Linked DNA regions of Mus musculus: region 2 is linked to region 1. A link is a contact called in public HiChIP or PLAC-seq data. All regions are on one chromosome and are shown on one strand. Each heading gives the region's core, a stretch centred on a gene start, on an enhancer-like site or on the middle of the called end of the contact. The rest is flanking DNA. Distances are from core to core; before and after follow the strand shown. Region 1 overlaps Unc13c (unc-13 homolog C). Region 2 overlaps Unc13c (unc-13 homolog C).

What was found. HiChIP or PLAC-seq counts read pairs in DNA pulled down with a chosen protein or histone mark.
Region 2: a contact with region 1 is called in an H3K27ac HiChIP or PLAC-seq map of a colorectal cancer cell line, with 6 times the contacts expected there. The contact joins two enhancer-like sites. A contact is called at or near these places in 1 of 15 datasets of contacts at CTCF or cohesin (stem cell-derived epiblast-like cells), 2 of 484 Hi-C or Micro-C datasets (the AML12 cell line and embryonic stem cells) and 2 of 115 datasets of contacts at active chromatin or transcription factors (the NIH/3T3 cell line and a colorectal cancer cell line).

Annotation. Positions count from the first base shown.
Region 1 is chr9:73,558,496-73,562,549 of GRCm38.p6, forward strand. It overlaps Unc13c (unc-13 homolog C), which reads right to left. Exons shown (of 33, transcript NM_001081153.2): 24 at 444-521. Among named protein-coding and RNA genes, the nearest start is that of Gm27211, 370 kb to the left of the region's middle. Within about 2 kb of position 1,731, at least 15 of the 459 cell types and tissues checked have an H3K27ac peak or open chromatin away from gene starts, as enhancers often do. A contact at or near this core is called in a colorectal cancer cell line, where this site is marked.
Region 2 is chr9:73,904,324-73,908,029 of GRCm38.p6, forward strand. All of the region lies in intron 2 of Unc13c (unc-13 homolog C), which reads right to left. Among named protein-coding and RNA genes, the nearest start is that of Unc13c, 63 kb to the right of the region's middle. Within about 2 kb of position 1,843, at least 38 of the 459 cell types and tissues checked have an H3K27ac peak or open chromatin away from gene starts, as enhancers often do. A contact at or near this core is called in a colorectal cancer cell line, where this site is marked.

The DNA.
Region 1 (4,054 bases), core at 481-2,980:
CGACACATTACAGACACAACACACAGATAGCACGTTTGACACAGCTCTCACGATGTGAAAAATTAAGCACCGACATAGCACGATTGCCACAACATAGATTCTAAAACAAGTGTCAACTTCAACAGGAAGTATAAAATGTAATCTTTGTCATACTACTGATCACTAGTTTATATGCATACATTTTAATTGTACAACAGGTTGGCTGGCTCTCTCCCTGTCCCTGAATACACCTCCATTTACTAAAATGCTGTCATAGTGACTGCCGTAATTGCGAATGGGATTTTAGAGATAAAAACAATCAAACAACCAAGCAAACAAATGCTGCTTCCTGTTCATTGGTAAAAACCATTTCAAAAAGTAAGACGCTTTCCAGAACAAAGCAAAATGCTACTAACATCCACCCAAGAGTCCTTTGGTAAAGACAAAAGTGGACACACACTCACCTCTTTCCCACCCATGGATTCAAACATTTTTTCCAGCTGGACCCGCAGTTGTTGGATGTTGTTCATCAATATGCAAGGCTTGTAGAAAGAGAAAGAGAGGCAATGTGATCAACATCCTTCGCATCCTCCCACCTCTGGAGCGAGTTTAACTTCTACAGTCTATGGCTGTCAACCTGTGGCCTGTGATACACACCAAACAATCATTAGGCTACTTTGAATGAGGGCTTTTAACAGCTGGGACTGGAAAGGAAATAGATGACCATTTGGGGGAATACAATTTAACAATCAACATGTGCAATAGCACATGGAGACTGGCTATCGGCAGGCCCTTTCCTCTTCTTGTGGTATTTTGAAGATAAGAGTTAGCCACTTTTTCTTTACGGTTTTGTTGGATACAATGTTTCTTATGTGCCAGGCTAGTCTCAGAGAGCTGGGCATGATCGTGAACTTCTGACTCTCCGGCCTCTACTTCCCGAGTTCTGGGATAGCAGGTGTGGACTACCTGACTTCTGCAGTGCTGGGGATTGAACCCAGGACTTGAGAGATGCTTTGGGAGTGCCCTTTCGATGGAGCTGTATCCCCAACCTACCCTAGTCTATGTTGTTAACTTTTTTTTTTTTATTTTGAGAAAATCAATTAATTTCAATTCTCTGGTAACTGTGCTGTTTTAAAACCAAAGAACATTTGTGTTTCTTTTTTTTTTTAAACCCAAGAAAACTTCCAAAAAATTTAAAATGACTTCGATGGAGTTTCTGTCTTTCACTTAAGCCAGGAAGCTGTAGACTAGTCCCTTCATTATCTGGCTCAGAACAAATGTGTTTCTCTTCTGACTTTCCTCTTTGTTTATTTGGGTTCTTTTCCATCATTTAGATTAGAATTTGCTACCTTGGTTTTAAACTTTTCTATCACCTACATTGCCTTTGCTTTACAAAGACTTTACACTGAGGTTTTTTTTTTTTTTAAATTTTTATTTTTTATTGTCACTGGCTAACGTGAACGCTGTGCGTGCTGCTGTGCACTGGGTAGACTGCAGCACTGTGCTTACACGGGACTCGTACTTAGGCATTTGAGTTGTTTCTAGAGAGGTAGAAAAGGGCAGTGGTGTTATAAAACTTTGTGACAAGACGAGATATCAATTTGGAATTAATTTCAAATCAGAAAATAGATTTTGGCCTAGCTGCAAAGCTCACTGATGGCTGCGACACATCGATTCTGAAGAGTCAGTGGCTCAGAGCTGGGGATGACAGAGACAGGAAATGGACACACTTTCCAAGTGGCTGGGAAGGGAGCCAGCAATGAATCAGAAGGTCAGACAAAGGACTCATGGGACATCAAAGAGGCGTTAGCTCTCATCAGTGGAAAGATTTTATTATTACCTTAACCACATCACAGACCTTCGAGAGACTTTGTACTTGACTCTTAAAGTGACCACAACCTAAGTCTGATTTATGGAAACAATTCCACACTTCTATTCTGTTCCTGGATTCTGGCCACTTAGATATTTTATTTTTCTTTAAACATAGATAACTGAGAGTTACACTCCCGAGTTTCTGACTGTGGGATGCTACAGACAGTTTTAATGGCCTCTACTCCCAAAATCACAATCTGCACTCCTTGATCCCAGCATACTCTACTTGATTTATTTGATGTTAGCATTTAAGTCTGTTCTTAGTACACAGAACAAGACGAGAATACCAATTCTTTACATAAAAAGCCATACACCAAGTCAAATATGGTCATTTCTGATTTTCAAGAATGCTAGGGAGAGTTGGGCTCACTTGGGGCAATGGCTACTCACTACATGAAAAGAGGATGGAGAAGAGAGAGGTAAGAGGGAATTTTCTGGGTAAAGTTGAGATAAATATAAAGCTCTTCACCTTTCCTGACCTTGAAGTGCCCCAAGTCCACTGTTATTACATCGACTTATTGAATCATTAGTAAGAACTAGATTACTATTCAATTATACCCCACATCTAAGCACAAAACAGATTGATTCTAACAATTCTGTAGTCAGCAAGTCAGAATAAATGCATTAATGTTTTAATAAATCCATCCAGACATGGCACATGCCTTGCATCCCAGAACTGGGAGGCTGAGGCAAGAAGACTCAATGTTCAAGGCTGGCATGGGCTAGGTAGCAAAGCTATGCATTAAAAATTTTGAAAAAAAAATCCCTAGTAAAATGAACATTATCCCAACCGAATGCTATTGCTTACTGAAGAGTTTATGGAGATGAAAGAATATGTTTGGGCATAGCTGTCATTCAGTATGTATACCGTGTACATTTTGAGTTTTCTTATAAACATATCATATACATTTTATTTTATCTTAACTGGGAACAGTCAAAAACCTAGAATACGATGTATACTAAAGTTTTATTCAAACTAAGGACAGACATTTCTATACGGCTAAAGTGTTTGAGCTTAAAAATGTTTAAAATAAAGAAAAATTGATTTGGAAAAGGATGCTCTGGCTTGTTTGGGATGGGGACAAAAGGCATAAAAGTGGTTTGACCACTTCTGATTTAAATTGTCACAGTAAGAAGGGGCCAGATCGTACACAACAGTAAACCTAGCACTCGGGGTGAAGGGAGATGGATTAGAAGTTCAAGGTCAGCCTAGGCTACATGGGACCTGTCTCAAAAACAGCAACAAATTAGTATGTCATGCTACAAAAAAAATATAATCTCAAGTAGACTATTTACTTACTGTGCGTGTGTGTGCCTGCGTGTGTGTGTGTGTGTGTGTGTGTGTGTGTGTGTGTGTGTGTGTACATGTGCATCACGGTATGCATGTAGAAAGGAGCCAGTTCTTTCTTTCTAACATCGCTTTTAATGATGGGACACATGCTATCAGGCTTTTGAGTTTACCCACTGAGCCATCTCACTCTGTAGCTCTGGTTGTCTGAAACTCATTATGTATACCAGGTTTGCCTTGAACTCACAGAGATCCACCTGTCTCTGCCTCCTGAGTGCTGGGATTAAAGGTATGTGCCATATCTGACTTATGGTTTTGACTCTTAAAAGACATTTGTAATGTGTTCATGAGAAGGTACAAACTTCTGTTTGTGATGACTCGAGGCAAAGCTCTGTAAAGCTATGTATTCAATCAAGACACCTTGGTGAGATTAAAATGATCTTAAACTTAAACAATAGAATCCAAAGGTAGCCAGGAGACTGCTTGCTAGGATGAAGGCAACGAAAGGTACAGGTGCTAATGGGTATAGCTATGCTTCTCTATGTATACATTTTTATTTTCCTTATGGCAGGGGGAGGGGGAATGGGATAGGGGGTTTCCAAAGGGGAGATCTGGAAAGGGGAAAACATTTGAAATGGAAATAAAGAAAAATATCCAAGGAAAAAAATACCAAACAAAATCATATACATGTAATCTTAATTGAGATTAGTTGTAACCCTAAAATATAATGAATACTAAAGTTTGATTCAAACTAGAAACATTCCTATATGGCTTAAGTGTACACTAAGGTACAGGTGCTGGGCTATGTTATGTACATGGACTTTTAACTAACTACAAAATTCCATTTTGGGGGCTGGAGAGATGGTTCAGTGGTTAAAAACGTGTACAGCTCTTGCAAAGGGCCTGAATTAAGTT
Region 2 (3,706 bases), core at 593-3,092, 350 kb after region 1:
TGCAGCCAATCAGGGAGTGATGCGTCCTAGGCGAAATATAACGCTCCTAAAAAAGGGGACGGGGTTTCCGCCATTCTCTCTCGCTGGCATCTCTCTGGCTCTGCGCGCCCTGCGCTCTCTCGCTGCCTAAAGATGTAAACAATAGAGCACGCTCTGCGCCCCGGCGCGCCAGAGCTCTGGCTCCTAAAATTATTGAAGGGGCTTTTCGTTTTTGGGGCTGGGCGCTGGGCGCTTGCCCTCCTGGCTCCCAAAGATGTAAGCAATAAAGTTTTGCCGCAGAAGATTTTGGTTTGTTGCGTCTTTCCTGGCCGGGCGTGAGAACGCGATTAACAGTTAGTGTTTTTAGAAGGTAGGCAAATGAAACGATGGTCCCCCACCCCATATGTAAGCATCACTAATTAGACTTGGTGGGGTATAAAAAAAAAATGACATTGAGTGGTGATGTAGAGAGCAACCAAACCCCAGAGGATTTGGGAGGGAGAAATGGGAGATATATAGAAGTGGAAGATAATAGAAGTTTATCATATACATAGATGAAATTCTAGAAACATAAAAACGGTATAAATGAAAAACTAAAATTTTTAGCTCATATTTTGTCATTTTGACTTCTAGGAATCTATCTAAAAAAATACCTCAATTGAAACTGACTTAAAGAGAGAAGCTCATGTCCTCACTATCTATAACCTTAAAAGGAAACTAAGGAACATGCCAGGTATATGAGGCTAATGTTAATTATATTTTTAGGTAAAGACATACTTGGCATAAAAAAAAATTAAGTCCCATGCAAAACGTTCATGAACAGTCATGATCTGGAGATATTTATTTATTCAAAGATTTATAGATTGTTCTCTCTCTTTCTCTCTTTGTGTGTGTGTGTGTGTGTATTTACACACATAACTGTAGCATCCACAGAGGCCACAAGAGGGCATCAGATCCCCTGGAGCTGGAGTTACTGGTTGTTGTGAGCTAACATATGTGTGCTGGGAACCAAACTCTGGTCACCTATAAGAGCAACAAGCACACTTAACTATTGAGCCATCTCTCCAGCCCTCATCAAGCTTGAGAGCTATTGGTAATGGTATTTATTAGGATGCATAGCAAAGTTCCCTGCCTTGGCAGAGAAAGCTAACCTTCCTCTGTGGCAGGCAGCCAGCACATTAACTAAATAGATTATACACAAATCAGAAGATGAGATTAAGAAGGGCAATCGAAGAACAGTGTGATGGGGGCTGGGGAATGCTAGGTTGGTACACGCAGCTTGCTAGCAAAATCAAGTACCTCACTGAGACCGTGCGATTTGAGCAAAGACTCGGAGGAGGTGGGATTTACTAAGTGAATACCAAAGGGAAGGTATTTTAGGTAAAGAGAAGAGCCAATGAAAGAGAAGCCAAGGCTCAGCACTAGATGGTATTGGTACTGTGTGTGAAACCTCCACATCCATGAAGCTGGTCTGCTGTGACTCTTATGGCCCTCTTCCTTTTTATAGGCTTTTGCAGACCACGGATCACACCAAGCCCTACATTGTGTGGTCTTTAACAGCCTTCACAACAGGAATCACCTGATTAAGGAATCATTGAGCAAACACCTCATGCTGTCTGCCTTAGGGCAGGATAATTTGAGTTCTTCTCTGCCTGCTGGAGCATATTTCTCAAATATTGACTAGAACACAGGAACCCCCGGAAATGCTTGTTCAAGTGCAGATTCTGAGTCAGTAGGTCTGGGGTGAGTCTTGGAATTCTCTAACGAACTTCTTTGCAAAGCCAATGCAGTGAGCCCTTAGGGCATACCTTACATACCAAGGCTATAGAGTTATTCTGTGGGATTAGCACCACCCCCTCACAGCGTAAACATCATCTTCCATTTCCTGGGGGTGGGAGGTCAGTGACTCATTTCCTCTCCTCCACGTAGTGCTACTTCAGAATTACCCATAAAATAAACTAGTTCCATTCATTGAATCTGAAGATGTGGTTCTGGGAGAGAATTCAGAGACATATGTCTGTTGATCCTGCTGCCTGTGCCAGAATGGATGGAGTCAGCAGAGGAAAAGAAAGAGTTTAGAGTTAGGGAGAGCATACAAAACTGCTGTATGATTTCAGACTTATCCTCAGAATAAAATTTTAAAAACTTAAAGCTGATTATAGTCTTGAGAGGAGGGTGGCATGTTGAGATACATTAATAATTTTATCCTGGGTGCTGGTAGGTAGAAACAGAGATCAATCAGAGGTCAGTGTAGACACAGTTCACTAGTGATGGAGGAATGCTGTCAGGGGTTTGAAGGAGTCAGATTTGTGAACTTGAAAAAGGAATCAGATTCTACATATATTTAATTGAAGCAATGAAGTGGACAGTTAATTACAGCAGCTTTGAAAAGATGTTGATACTGGGAAATAGAAATGACCACATGTATAGGCCATGTGCAGAGTCCCAGCAAGCAATAAGATGGTTAGTGCAAATGAAAGAAAGAGTCGAAGAACTCAGCCCTAGACTGGGTCAACCACATGAAACCAGAAGTTCACACTCAAAGTCAAGAGTACCCGTGACAGAGATTTCACGTTCTTGTGTGTGGGAAGCCACACGTGCTGTTGCAGGGTGGCGCTGGCTACCTCTGGCCACCACGCATACATAGGCAGTAAAGTTTTTTGCCAAGATGAGGTTTTGAGAATTAACCAATCAGATGAGAGAGAAGTTAACCAATCAGATGAGAGAGAAGTTAACCAATCAGATGTAGGCATGCAAATGAGGTGGTAAGCATAACCCATGCATAACCAATCCGGGTGTGAGACACGCCTCTCCTAGGCCTATATAAGCAGCACCAGTTCTGGGCTTGGGGTCTCTTCGCCTCTGCAATCAAGCTCTCCCAATAAACGTGTGCAGAAGGATCCTGTTGCAGCATGGTTCTTGCTGGCAAGCCAGGGTGCGAGCAAGACTTGTGATTGTGTTTCCTGTCAGCAGCATGGCTTTGGCATTATGTCTGTTGAATTAAAGACTCAGGAGACATCCAGCCTCCTCCATGTATTGCTTTCTATGTCATGATGGTCCTGCCACTTGGGACAATATGAAATGAAGCGCTGTGACAACTCAAAGCAAGATAATACAGTTAAGTGAGCATTCAGAGTCCACATCTCACTAGGTCTATTCTCTAAGGGGTCAGAGTGGTCATAGCCTGATAAATTCAGAGAGAAGCATTCTTATCTTCCCACCTCTGTACACTGTACCCAGGGTCTTCTCAAACACTGGAGATTGTCCAAGTTTATACTGTCACAGAAAGTCAAAATAAAACACCATGGGAATTCTCTGGACTGTTCTGTTCTTCTAGTGCCCCCAACTTCAGTATAGATTATTAAACTTCTCTAACTCCATAAAGGAAAAGCCATCTTAAGCCAGATGGGTGGGATTACCTCACACTGTATGTTCCACAGAGAGTTGCAATTGAGCAGAAATGTGTAGAAGAGGACCTGGCTCAGAGCAAGATGGTGTGACGAAGCCTCAATTGCACTGCTTTTCTTACAGATGTAAAAACTATAACTCAAAGTGAGAGCTGACCAGATATCAGAGGCACACTGGAATGCTTCCCCAACCCTCCTACATACAAACAGGCATCTAAAGAACACAGAAGATATTTCTATGATAGCCCTCTCTCTGTGACTTTAGGTAACTTTAGGTTCCCCTGAGGCTCTTTTCTCAATGCATGGATTGAAGGCTTTGA